Linked DNA regions of Sus scrofa: region 1 is linked to region 2. A link is a contact called in public HiChIP or PLAC-seq data. All regions are on one chromosome and are shown on one strand. Each heading gives the region's core, a stretch centred on a gene start, on an enhancer-like site or on the middle of the called end of the contact. The rest is flanking DNA. Distances are from core to core; before and after follow the strand shown. Region 1 overlaps PDGFC (platelet-derived growth factor C). Region 2 overlaps PDGFC (platelet-derived growth factor C).

Region 1 (6,802 bases), core at 2,868-5,367, 120 kb before region 2:
TATCCCCAGGCATAAAGGTAGCTTTTCTCGTCCAGGTGCTAGGATGGGGGCAAAATTTATGCCACCTTCGCAATAGGAAATCTCTGCTCTGCTTTGAGGCAGATAAAGGAAGGGCAGACAACTTTTCTTGCGTATATTGATTCTTACTTGCCTTCTGCTCAAAATAATGCTTGCACCAAGGTGGTGTATTTGGGGGTGGCATATTTTGGACAAATGTTGGTGACAACATTTGACTTTTGCTCATGATATACATAGCCTAGGAAAAGGGTCCTAAGTGAGCTGCTGGTGGCTGGTGATGCTGGTGCTTTTGTACCTCTGGGTAAAGCTACTATTACTTTCTGGTTCATTCCTTACTTTTCTTATAAAACTAAATGTTAGAAATGACATGACATCCAGTTCTTACTAGCTTTTGCCAGGATTGGTTCTAGAGGATCTCCAAGATTTCCTCTAAGATTGTAGTCAGGAGGGTGGGTAAAGGAGAAGCAATTCTTTTCGCACTCTGTGATTTTTGTAGAAAATCAGAGGTCCTTCTAGTAATGCACAGCTAGGAAATGTGAAGTGTTATGACTCATTGTATTTAGCCTTGGGGCAGTATAGAAAGCTTCTTGGCTGGGAAGGAATTCCTTTCAGTTCCCTCGTCCTTCTCCTCCCTGGGCTGTGAGCTCTCCTCCTCCCTCTGAATAGGTAGTTCTCTCTTTGCTCAGACATTCTTCTGGGCTTAGCTGCTGTGTAACCTTCTAACCCCTCATTAATAATTTCCTGAGGCTGGTTTGTTATAAAGAAACATTGCAGCACAGACAGTGAGAGAAAGTGTGTGTGTGTGTGTGTGTGTGTGTGTGTGTGTGTGTGCGCGTGCACCCATGATGTCTCCTTAATGACCAGCTCAAATGGTATTAATGCTGTGCAGGAAAAAACAAGTACGCATTAGATACTTTTTCTTTACTTTGCATTTTCAGCAAGTAGATCACAGCCTTAGGCAGAAGGTGACGAATGCTTTTTAATGTCTCTCTGTGATTCAAATGAAATGCCTCACTTTCCAGATCGTACACATATTTCAATGGCTTGAGTATTTAAAGGAGCAATCATCACAATCACAAATATGTCAAAGACTTTTTTTTTTTTTGCGTTTTTTGGGCTGCACTTGTGGAATATGGAGGTTCCCAGGCTAGGGGTTGAATTGGAGCTGCAGCTGCTGGCCTAAACCACAGCCACAGCAATGCGGGATCTGAGCGGTGTCTGTGACCTACACCACAGCTCATGGCAACGCCAGATCCTTAACCCACTGAGCGATGCCAGGGATGGAACCCGAATTCTCACGGATACTAGTCAGGTTGGTTGCCACTGAGCCACAATGAAAACTCCTGTCAAAGACTCTTTAATATCAGGAAACCGGAGAATACATTTCTCTCTGTCTCTCTCTCTCTCTCTCTCTCTTTTTTTTTTTTTTTTTGAGGCAAGAAATAGATCTATTAAGATAGGACTCTTGTGAGGGATGTAAGCAGGCAGGCAAGGAGGCTGTGCCCATTTGTCTCTTTTTTGGTTCTTCACAAAAATAAGTTTTTTCTAGTCTTTTGAGGAGATCACCCAGGAGCTGGGCATCTGGGCTTGCATTTCTACACTGTCACCCATTCTCACCTTCCTCTGATTCCAGCTACACACACTACACACGCACTCAGTGAACTTGACCCTGGTTGGGCTGTGGGGCAGTGGCCAGCAGAGCAGTCAACCTCCCAGAAGAAGTGCTGGGAATTATCCAAAGCTGCTGTTACTCAAGGGGTAGAGTGAGGTGATCAAAATACTGTCTCCCCACGGGAAAATGCTCACATGTCATGTTAGGTGAAAAGACAAGTTGGGATTATAAATACTTTTACGTGTGCCTGTGGATCCAGAAAGTAGAAGAAAACATGCTCGGGTGTTCTTAGTGTTTTATCTACAAGGGCTCTAGCAAACCAGTGAGGGTGCTGGTCTTTTCCCTTCTGCAATACATTTAATATTTTAAAAAAATCTCTGTAGTAAGCTCACATTACTATCATAGGAGAAACAATGCTGTACTAATTTTGGAAACCAAATTTAAATGAGGGGGGAGCCAGTACAAACAATACAACATTTTGTAAAGGAACACACGTAAGCTGCAAGCCTTGCTTTTAGGAGCGAGGAGGTGGCATTTCTCAAGGTGGCCCTTCAGGGTTGAGAGCCCTTGGTTTATCCTGGAGGCTGGATGTGGCTACAGTCAAGGGCAGTGGGGGCCTCTGTGGCAGTCGGCAAGGGCGAGCCATCCACCACAATGATCTGTGTTGTTTTTGGCAGTTTACAAGGAATGTTTTCACAAGACCTAAGAGTTTTGTCTGGGAGGAGAGAAGTGAGCTGCCAGCATTTGGCACCATATGGGTTTTTTTTTCTTTCTCTCTCTTTTCTTTTTTTTAAGCTTAACATGTAGGCTGTACATCCTGCTCTTAAGCCTTAAAGATCAAGAAGATATTGTGGGATTTTAAAAATTTTTTTGTACACTTGTTAGAAACATCTGGAACATGCCACAAGGTTGCACACGATGGGCTTTGTTTTGTTTATAGACGAGTGTGTGATATAAACCAGGATGAAAAAACCGCACAAGACCTGCCTTCCTACAGCTACATGATCCTAGGGTACTCCTGATCTGAGGTCTGTGTGGACTTCAGAATCCTGCTAGTCCTGTTCACCCAGACTGGCGGATGGAGAAGCATAGGGTACTTGCCTTTTTCTATGTACAGCAGGACCTTCAGACCTTCAGGTGGACCTGCCCCTGGCCTCAGGTCAGGCAGCTTCCATCAGGGCTGCATGGCCCTGCCTGAGGGGCACACTCTCACACTTTAGGTTCCCCCCCATTTAAAAATTTATTTTAAGATATTTAGTTCAGATATTTTCATCTTATGCAAGTGGATTTTCTTTTTTATTAAAATATAATTTTTACTGTACAGCAAAGTGATTTAGTTATACTTACATATCTGTATATGTACATTCTTTACATATACGTGTGTATTTACACACATTCTTTTTCATATTCTTTTCCATTGTGGTATAGTCAATCACAGGATATTAAATATAGTTCCCTCTACTCTACAGTAGAACCTCATTGTTTATCCATCCTATATATAGTTTGCATCTGCTAATCCCAAACTCCCCGTCCATCCTTCCCCCACCCTCCTCTTGGCAACCACAAGTCTGTTCTCTGTATCTGTGAGTCAGTTTCTGTTTCATAGATAAGTTCATTTGTGTCATATTTCGGATTCCACATTTAAGTACTATCATATGATATTTGTTCTGTGACTGTCTTTTTAGAAATTTGAGACTAAAAATTATTTCAAACTCCAGGTATAAAGCACATAGAAAACTCTGCTCTAGGGAATACTGTTTTAGTTTTGGAAGAAACACTACCGTTTGTATTTATGACACTGAAGGTCGAGTTAGGGGAATGAGGAAAAAAAAGACTAGCAGTGATGACTTGGTTGAAGCCTGTGGTTCAAGTTATGCCTCAGTTAAGATACTTATTTTGGGATATCCCCACTCAGCAGTATATCTGTCACAAAAGCAGTGAAATTGGTAATCATATAACCAATTAACAAACCAAATAACAAACTGCACAAATGATACATTTCTTGAATCTCCTTTTTTCATGTTGCCCTCATACTTCATGGCCATGCCTTCATTTTGATGTTTAATTCTTATAGTCCATGGTGTGAATGAAAAACTTCTGCCTGCTGAGTCTGGAACCCCTCCAAGTGCACTGACCTCTGAGATTCAGCCATCTCAGAGGAAAATCTAAATTAAAAGGGAGTTTTGAGTAGGGAAGTAGATGTGGAGGTTTGCATAGGGAAGCAAGTGCCACAGCAACCCTCTGTAAACTGTAGAGGGTTGGGATGCCCTTGGTGGAAGGTTGGGGCAGCAGCTGTGCATCCACAGATCCTGAGTGAAGGGCCTCTGGGCAGAGCTGGTGTGTGCTGCTGCGATTTTCCCCCTTTGGTCTTCCATCCTGTTTACTTTCTAGTGGCAAGAATCGGACGACATCAGTGGGCAATGCCTTGTCCATCCTGCTGACCTCCTTTCCTTCCGTGGCTGGAGACTTCTGCGGTGACTCATTCCTGCCATGTGGTGGGGCCATCTCAGCCGTGATGACAGCCCTCCTTCCAGCCTTCTCTGGCAGAGCCCTGGGCCTTGGCCTTCTTCACTCAAGCAGTTCTGAAAATTATTTTGACCTTCTGAGGTAGACTTGAGGGTGTCTTTTTAATGCTTTTGTTCTGGACATGTTCAGGGTGACCAGAATCTTTAAAAATCCAGGAAAGGCTCTGGGAGTGTCTTGGGTAGGATGTTGTCAGGGGATTTCTCCTCTTGTCTGGGGGATGAAGTCATCTTCTGAGTCACAGAGGGCTTGGCAGCAGGGCAGAGTGCAAGGCTAGCTCTCGCCCTGGCTCCAGGGCCACATCCTGACCTGCCCTTCAGTTCAGGTTGTCCTGATGACAAGGAGGTGGATCCTGATAAAAGTTAGGAGCTCTGCCTTTAAGTGACCTTGGCAAATTCAAGCTCATTGTTGCCTAAGAAAAAAGGATTTGTTGCTTAAAAAAAATTTGCAAGCTCATTAAATGAAGAAACAATACCAAGACTATTTTTCAGATTTCTGTCTTTCATTTTTTTTTTCTTCTTCTTTTTTTAATGGCAGCACTGGCAGCATATGGAAGGTTCCCAGGCTAGGAGTCAAATTGCAGTTGTAGCTGCGGCCTACGCCATGCCATGGCAATGCAGGATCCGAGCTGCATCTGAAAGCTATAGCATAGATTTTGGCAATACCTACTTAACCCACTAAGTGAGGCCAGGGATCAGACCCACATCCCCACTGTCACTATGTTGGTTCTTAACCCACTGAGGGAACAGGAACTCCCATTTTTCAAAGAGGATCAAAAGCTTACTCTGACATATTTATGATTTTCATTGCTAAATAAATGACATCATCTGGGGTGAAATGTTGTATAACATTCTTTTAAATGAGTTGGTCTCTTTTTCTGATCTCTACATTTTGTGTTTCAGGTTAGTTCTTATATGCTGTGCAACCAGAGCTATTATTTTTGCCTCAGTCTGGGTCCATATTCTATATTTTTTGTGGTAGATAAGGAGACATATTATAATTTCACCTTAAATTTCTCGATGTTTAAAATGATATTTCTCTATATCTTCCCTGTCCAGTGTGAATGATACTCATTAAGAATACTTTCTGCGGATTCACTCTACTCCTTTTTTCATATTCTATGGGCTTTTTTGATAGGTAGCATATAACCTATTTTATCCATTTCTTACATAAATAATACATGCCTCTGTAGTTTACAAGAAAAACTTTGAAGGTTACAGCATCCTGTTGGGGGAATGATAAACGGTACCAAACCAAATAGAAGAAGAGGAGAGAATATGAGTTCTGTTTTCTTCATCCTCAGCAGTTGATTGGGATAAGGTACGGTCCTGTGTGGAAGCCAGGGATAATGAGCCGGATGATGCAGGAGTCATATGATCCCCATGAGTAGATGCCAGAATAGAGAGGGGTCCAGATTAGATATTTTTCACATTAGAATGGAAACTAAACTGCTTCTCAGTCTGGATGGTCATTAAAATTCCCAAGGTGTTTTCTGCAAGATTATGAGCTGTTAGCCAGCATCCAGGCCACATGAGTAATTGCTCTGTCAATCGGTCCTGCAGTTTCATTGTATAAGGTCCTTGCATCCACCTCCTGAGCTAAACTGTAACATTCAGGGAGAAGGCCCTCTTTAACTAGAGGGATTGATTTCTTTAATCAACAAACTCATAAATGTGTATTGGTTTTTTTTCCCCCCCACCTTCGGAAATGAGACAGTGGTTGTTTAACTTCTATAAATTGGAGTTAAGTTTTTTTTTTTCATTTTTTGTCTTGTCTTTTTTAAAACATTTTTATTATTGGGCCACACACACAGCATATGGAACTTCCTGGGCCACAGCCTGAACCTGAGCCACAGCTGCAGCAGTGCTGGATCCTTAACCTGCTATGCCACTTCCTTTCTTTTTTTTCTTTTAAATCTTTGGTGCTTTATTTTTGTCTTTTTAGGACCACACCCATGGCATATGGAAGTTCCTAGGCTAGGGGTCAAATCAGAGCTGTAGTTGCTGGCCTACACCACAACCACAGCAATGTCAGCCAGGTCTGCAACCTTCACCACAGCTTATGGCAATGCTGGATTCTTAACCCACTGAGAAAGGCCAGGGATTGAACCCACATCCTCATGGATACTAGTCAGGTTCATTACCACTGAGACACAGTGGGAACTCCCAAATCTTTTGGATTTTGATTTAGATTTTTGTGCAGGAGAAAATGTATTGCTGTTTTAAGTTTTCACTACTGAGATTATATATGCATTTCTATTTTGAAGTATTAGGAGAGGTCTAGACTCTTCATTAGGGGTGAACTGGGATGCAGATAGGATGCCCTCAGTCATTTATTCCTTAAACAAACATTTCCTGAACATTGATTACATAGGCAGCACAATGCTAGACACAGGTGATAGTAGCGATGGACAAAATATCCTGAAACCTCTGAGACAGGCTGGGGTCTGGGACTCTTTGCTGAAATATCTGCAGTGCTTACACCTGGACAAACATCTCCTTCAGCAACAGATACAAGGAAATGATAAGGTCTAAAAATAATTGCAAGCATGTGCAATTGGGGCAAATTATAGTATACAAAAGGCCACAAAGCAGCAGCCACTTCTAGAGTGCAAAAGCAGGGTCCTGCACATAATCCTTCCAAACAGCA
Region 2 (6,785 bases), core at 3,176-5,675:
ACAGGCGGGCGAAGAGGCTCTGCCCTGAGGATTAGGTGGGCTACATTTTTATAATCCAAGGAAAGTGGGGAGTGGGGAAAAGACCACTTCTTCCTTTTGCTTCAAGTAGGTGTCAGGCTTGCATCACTAGCTCCTCCTTCATACCAGGTAATAGTATGTGACCTTATGAGGTCAAACTAGGACTGTCCTGTGCTTATTCAGATCAGCAGAAGGATGGCAACCTAGGCTAAGATATGTTGAATCATCTCAGGTTTCTGTATAATGAGGGTCTCCTACTTTGGAATATTATCTTTCCCTTAAACTCCTGTTCTTGGTCCTAAGGGTCATTATCTTGCTAAACTTGAATGGAGGCCTCATTTCATCTTTCATTTAATAACATGAGGCATATCTCATGCTTTTATTTGTGGTATTATAGTTAACCAAGCTTGCTTCTTCCAAGATGTTCTGATAGCTTCCTTGAGCAATTATTAACTTACAGTGGTCCCCCAAAGTTCTCTAGGTTTCCCTCTCTATCTGTGGTCCCCTACTGGGACTTCTACAACTACCTGTGTAATTATCCTACTTGATCCCTATAACTACCACTTATGGAGCACCTACTGTTTGCAAAGCCCTCAACTTGATTAATCTTCCACAAATCCTTCACACTAGGGATTTTACAAAAGAGGATACAGGCTGAAAGACGATGTAAAAACTGTCCAGATAGATATAGCTGATAAGTGGTAGAGATTGTCCATACCTTTGCACTAAGGTGATGGTTTTGATAATTAAGTAGGCACTGGTTTACAGCTCAATAATTGCATCCCCAAGCTGTTTGCTAATAATGGAATTTATGGTCATCAGATCTTCCCAATCAGTACAAAGTTCAAGTCCATTGATGCTTGGGTTTACTGGGCTGCAGTAAGATGATGGGATTCACCCTCCTGGGATCAGAGAGTAAATAGTTGCTTAGTGAGCACCTTCCAAATGTAAGGAGTCTGAGTGGCAGAGTAGAAGCATTCATGTAATCCCTGCCCTCAGCCAGAAATACCAGTGCTGGAAAGAAACAAGCTAATAGGAAGTTAAATGATAAATTGTGAATAATAGAATAGCTTTGCAGAGTAGCGAAGTCTGAACAGAAACGAACAGCCTGAGGTCACAAGCAGGATGGCCAACAGACATGAAAAGTTGTTGAATCCACCACTAGAAGGTGACCTTTAGCTAAGATGATTAAAACTGATCTGAATAGCACATTGAACAGGGACCATCTTCTCAGTGAGAGGCTTGTGAGATGCAAACTCTCAAACTACCAACCTGTAAACCAGAATGAAATGTGTTACATTTAAATGAAAAAGAGTGTGTCCAGGGTTCTGATTTGACAAAGAAGCAGGTGAATAACTCTTGGTGGGTTTGTATGTGGTGTGTGTGATGTGCAGGACAGTGTGTGTTGTAGGAAAGCAGCCACTTTTATTTTTATTTTTTAAAATTTTAATGAAGTATATAATTGATTTACTACAATGCTGTGATAATTTATGCTGTACAACAAAGTGATTCGGTTGTACATATACACACATCCACTTTTTTTTTCAGATTCTTTTCCCATATAGATGATCACAGTTTTTATGGTAGATAGGCCCCGGGTTAGAGAGATGGGGTGTAGAAGAAGGAGAAAAAGTACAGATTAGGGATGGCTCTTGGAATCATCTGGATTATGTTAATGAGGGCCTGAAATAATGGATTTCAGCATGAAGAGAGAGCACAGACAGCATTATTTGGAAGTGAAAAAAAAAACACTTGCACTAACAATTCATGGGCTGGGCTCCGTGTGATAAGGAAGGATTAGTTATAGACCACTTCATAATACATTAATCTCCTGTTTAACTAACAGGTGAGGAGAGTCAGAAAAATTTAGCTACAGTCCTGCTGGTTACTTCCTTGAAAGAGGTGAAATGTTTAGTCAAAGAGAATGATTGATAATAGCAATACCGCTTGAGGTTTCCTTGAGACCAAGTAAGTCACACTGCTTCCTACAGTCCTGATTCCGTGGAGGCACTACTCTTGAAGTTGAGCTGTGTCGGTGTGACTCCTTACTTAGAGATGCATTTGAAAAAGAAACAAGGAGATACCTCCACCATGAAATTCAAACACAGCAAGTTTCATAATGGGTCTTAAGCCAGTGTGCCAAGGGTATACAGCAAATCATGGTAATGATTAGCCCGTGAGAAAATGGAGGATGATTAACAGTGTATGAATTTCTAAAAATAACATCTAATTTATTACTCTGAACAAAGTATTCTCATTTTCTAAAAGCCCCTTGTAGTTATTTTTGACAAAGTCAGTTATGCTTGTTTTTAATGGGAATAGCCAGAATTAGGGAAAGAAGAAAAAATTACTCGAGTATCAATATTTGTTATATAGGAATATTTCAAGACCACATGTATCATTATGACTCTTCTGTCTACATAGATTTGTATATAAATATGTGTGTTAGCATATATACATGTGTAAACTAATTCACCCATCCATCCATTCATCACTCAACAATCATTTAGTTCTTGCTATATGTGGCCCAAACACCATGCTAAATGTTGGGACTAAAAAGATTATTAGATGGACCTCTGGCCTTCAGAAAGCATTAAATAGTAAGGGGACAGGTATGCGAAAAATATAACTGAAAATAGGAATAGGTGTGATGTGAACCATGCTGGAAAAGATGCTACTCACAGAAGGCATCTCTAAAAATAGGACATTCAGCTGAAATCTGAAGAGTACATGTGCCAAGGGAAGTGGTGGAGCTAATATCATTGATAGTATGAGGTTTTATCAGTCAGCTTTAAAGTGTTGCATGTGGGATCCATTATTTTAAAGTATTCCATGCGCTGAGTTCCTGTTTTGGCAGAGTGGAAGCGAACCTGCGTAGTATCCATGAGGATGCCGGTTCGATCCCTGCCCCTGCTCAGTGGGTTAAGGATCCAGCATTGCCATGAGCTGTGGTGTAGGTTGAAGACACGGCTCGGATCTGGTGTGGCTGTGGTGTGGGCCAGTGGCTACAGCTCTGATTCGACCCCTAGCCTAGGAGTTTCCATATGCTAAAGGTGCAGCCCTAAAAAGCAAAAAATAAATAAAATAAAGGATTCCATGCTCACTGTTTTAAAAGTCACCATGAGGCAGGTCCTGAGAAGATCCGGTGAAACGTCCCACTGTGTGTGTTTGGAACCCATTAGTCATAACTTGATGATAATATAAAGGGCGTTCTTGACCTATGACAGGAGTATTATTGCTGCAGTTGCTGTCCTGAAAAAATGTGATCTTACTTGCCATCTGGTGAACTGGGCTGTCTCGCCCAGGTTGAAGCTCATGGATGACTAAAGCTCTGAGTAGCCCATAGTTACTCAGTCACCCAAAGGCCCACAAGTAAATGGGAAAGTTGTTTATGTCTCCTCGGATTGAAGTCTGCAGAGGGTGAGGGTGGGAAGAGGATACCCTTTGCCCTATCTTTCATTTTCCTGTGGACCTTGAAGAACCTCAGCTCAACTGTCTGTTGACCACATGGGATGAATGAGTCAGTGTCCATGCCTTGGTATCAATCACATGGTTGATTGATACCAGATAAAGGCTGGGGACAAGGAGATTTTTAAAAAGTAATGCAGCCCTTGCCTGCTAAGAGCTTATATTCTAAGTTTATACATCCTCTACTGATACCCTGTTATAAAGGTATTTTACATGTGTATTTTTTTTCATATTTTAAACTCTAATAAGTCAAAAATATCGATAGCTTTGTAATTGAAACCAGAGCACACAAATTGTTAAAAGGATGATCACCACAGCTTTTCAGATAAGTTTTTGAATTAATGAGGTCTAATTTCTATTTGGTTCTATGAAATTACCAAAGTAATATTAATGGGAGTTTTCTCATACTATATATGATTTGGTACCTTTCTACTGTATATGATTTTCTTGCATGTAAGATTAATAAAATGAGGAATTGAAAGGCATCATGGATTTTTGGCATTTTCAGAGAGGAAACTTGAAGTTCAGTGGAAGTAGGTTGGTAAATATTTCTGAATATGTGAATAGAAGTCATGAGATAATTTTTTTTTAAGCTATTCTACCTCTTTTTTCAAGGAGGGAGAAATCTAAGGAAAAACATTTGGAGCAAAAGAGGAAATGAACTGAGTGATACTTTTGAAACTCTTAAAAAGGGCTGAATTTTCTGGTGGCACAGGAACCTATTAAAGGCTATGCTAGGAATCCTGGATATTAAGGCCCCTTGAAGGGGTAATTTTAACAGGATGAGGAAAGAAGCAGAGAGCAAGAGGAAAATTTTAGAAGTGAGAAGAGGAAAATAAAACAAATCTATGGCCAAAAAAACCCAGCCTAGGGATATTGCCCAGGAAGGTGAGTTGAGCCAATTGGGCGTTTAGCCTAGCATTTTCTTATTTCCCTTTTCAGGCCGCAAAATATGAAGTAATCTCCTTAGCAGGACTTACCAGAGTGATCAAATCACCTAACAATCTGAAATGTTTCCTTTAATATGAAGAGTTTCGTTTAGTTTCTTGAGAAGTGACAATCTTCTTTTTTCTTTTTTTTCTTTTTCTTTTGCCTCATTCTTTAATCAGATTCTGAGGAAAATATAATCCCATATAGCCCGTAAATCTTTTGACGCTGGAAATAAAAGTGATGATCTTAGAAAACCACAGCGAAGATGGATTGTTTCAAAACTGCCAAGTCAACTTAAAAAAAAATTTATACCAACGTTAACTAATTTGGTTTCCGGAATTTATACATTTTTTAAAAAAAGTTTTTATTAGCATTCTAAGAGATTAATAGTATAGATCATAACGAACATACTTAAATACATGTGTACTTGGAAGATAATATAAACATGAAAGTGATATAAGTAGAATTTTGCCTATTCTACCTATATCTCAATATTTCCTTAAATACACACATGCATATATGTGTGTTTATGTGTATATGTATAGTTATGTGTATTTTTTACATATTTACATATTAAAATATATATGGAGCATGTATACACACAAATATATCCATGTATTCTTTATAGTGGTCACTGAAGAAAAGGTACAAAAAGCAAACAAAATAGCAGTAAAATTCCAATTTTATGATGTAGACAAAACAGGTGAATGAGAAACTAGAAAGTCTTGGAAATGAATAGACTTTTCACTCAATAATAAAAACTTCCATTAATTAAGCATCTTCCTGCCCTTTTTTTTTTAAAAAAAAAATATTTTTAGGGCCATACCCGAGGCATGTGGAAATTCCCAGGCTAGGGGTCTAAGGAGCTGCAGCTGCCAGCCTACACCACAGTCACAGAGCAACACAGAATCTGAGCCGTGTCTGTGAGCTACACCACAGCTCATGGCAACATTGGATCCCCAACCCATTGAGTGAGGCCAGGGATTGAACCTGCATCCTCATGGATACTAGTCAGGTTCATTATCACTGCACCACCACGGAAACTCCTAATTAAGCATCTTCTTTGTGCCAGACCCATCCTATTATTGCTTCTGGGGACCACTCTGACTGCTGTATCTGGTGAGGAATGAGGGATCTTTTTCTTATCAGAAGAGTCAGAGAGAACCTTTGTCAAATGAGTTCTGAAATGGACTTTTGTGCTCCAAAGGACTTAAGGTGTTGCTTGGCACTGTTGAGGGTGTAAGAAAGACCACTTTGTCCTTCCAAACAGACTTGCAGTCTGTGGAGCCCTAGGTCTGCGCTGGTACCAGGCTGCACTTGGAACAGTTTGGTGAAAGTGCTGTGGTTGAGGGATGGGGGAGCTTGGAGCTCCTGTCCCTGGGCTGCCTGCTTAGAGAGCAGACCCTGCATGGGACAGGGCTCCTTGTTGGCACATTTGCTCAGTCCCTCAGCACCTCCATGACTCTATGTTTTTTCTCTGGCTTCATGATACACTGCTATTTACAAGTTATTCAGAAGTTGGTTTCCATGGATATTATTGCCATAGAAAATGACCATCTGATGATAGCAGTGCCCCATAGACCTTGGAAAAGAATAAAACTTTCTGGAACATATAGTAGGGTTCTGTGTTTAAGCTCCTTTTTTATATATAATGAAGTATAGTGTTCATTTACAATGTTATGTTAGTTTCAGATGTACAGAGAAATGATTCAGTTATACATACATATATTTTTTTTTTAGTCTTTTCCCTTATAGGCTATTACAAAATGTTAAGTAGAGTTCCCTGCCTTATACAGTAGACATAACTATGTACATCAAAGGAAATGTGATTTGGCTGTTAAACCAGAAAAAAAAAGGTGGGGGGGAGGCTAAGATTTTTAAAAAGGCCTTCTGGACTGTCTAGTGCAGCACTTTATTTTGCCAAGAGGAACTTAACATCTAGAGTCATTTTTTTTTATTGAACAGTTATTTCCTTAAAATAGCAGTTCATGAGTCAAGATTAAAGCCCTCTGCTCATCTGTTTGTGTTTTTTTAAAGTACTAGCCATGCATCTGTTCTTACTGACTTTAAAATTTTCAGTAATGAATTATGCTGGCTGGCCTAAATTTTTTTTAAACTCTGAGAATATCTTTTTTCATAAATGATTCAATTATCAAATAAATTTTAATGAGTATAAATACTCAAAATAAAAACCTAGTGTTTGTTTTCTTTTTTTTAAAGACTCCTATTCAGGAACTGTGCCTAAATTCTCTAGTCTCCTATGAGAAAGAATATTTTTATTTCACCTTGGTGTATTCTAAAACAAACTCATTTTCTCATTTTCACAGACGTTATCACTCAAAGGTAAATTTGTGTATCTAAACAGATGA

What was found. HiChIP or PLAC-seq counts read pairs in DNA pulled down with a chosen protein or histone mark.
Region 1: an H3K27ac HiChIP or PLAC-seq map of alveolar macrophages shows a contact between it and region 2. The contact joins two enhancer-like sites. A contact is called at or near these places in 3 of 47 Hi-C or Micro-C datasets (embryonic fibroblasts, fetal heart ventricle and liver) and 1 of 2 datasets of contacts at active chromatin or transcription factors (alveolar macrophages).

What each region holds. Positions count from the first base shown.
Region 1 is chr8:45,777,151-45,783,952 of Sscrofa11.1, reverse strand. All of the region lies in intron 1 of PDGFC (platelet-derived growth factor C), which reads left to right. Among named protein-coding and RNA genes, the nearest start is that of PDGFC, 28 kb to the left of the region's middle. Within about 2 kb of position 4,117, at least 33 of the 83 cell types and tissues checked have an H3K27ac peak or open chromatin away from gene starts, as enhancers often do. A contact at or near this core is called in alveolar macrophages, where this site is marked.
Region 2 is chr8:45,657,806-45,664,590 of Sscrofa11.1, reverse strand. The region is part of intron 2 of PDGFC (platelet-derived growth factor C); the gene reads left to right. Among named protein-coding and RNA genes, the nearest start is that of PDGFC, 150 kb to the left of the region's middle. Within about 2 kb of position 4,425, at least 6 of the 83 cell types and tissues checked have an H3K27ac peak or open chromatin away from gene starts, as enhancers often do. A contact at or near this core is called in alveolar macrophages, where this site is marked.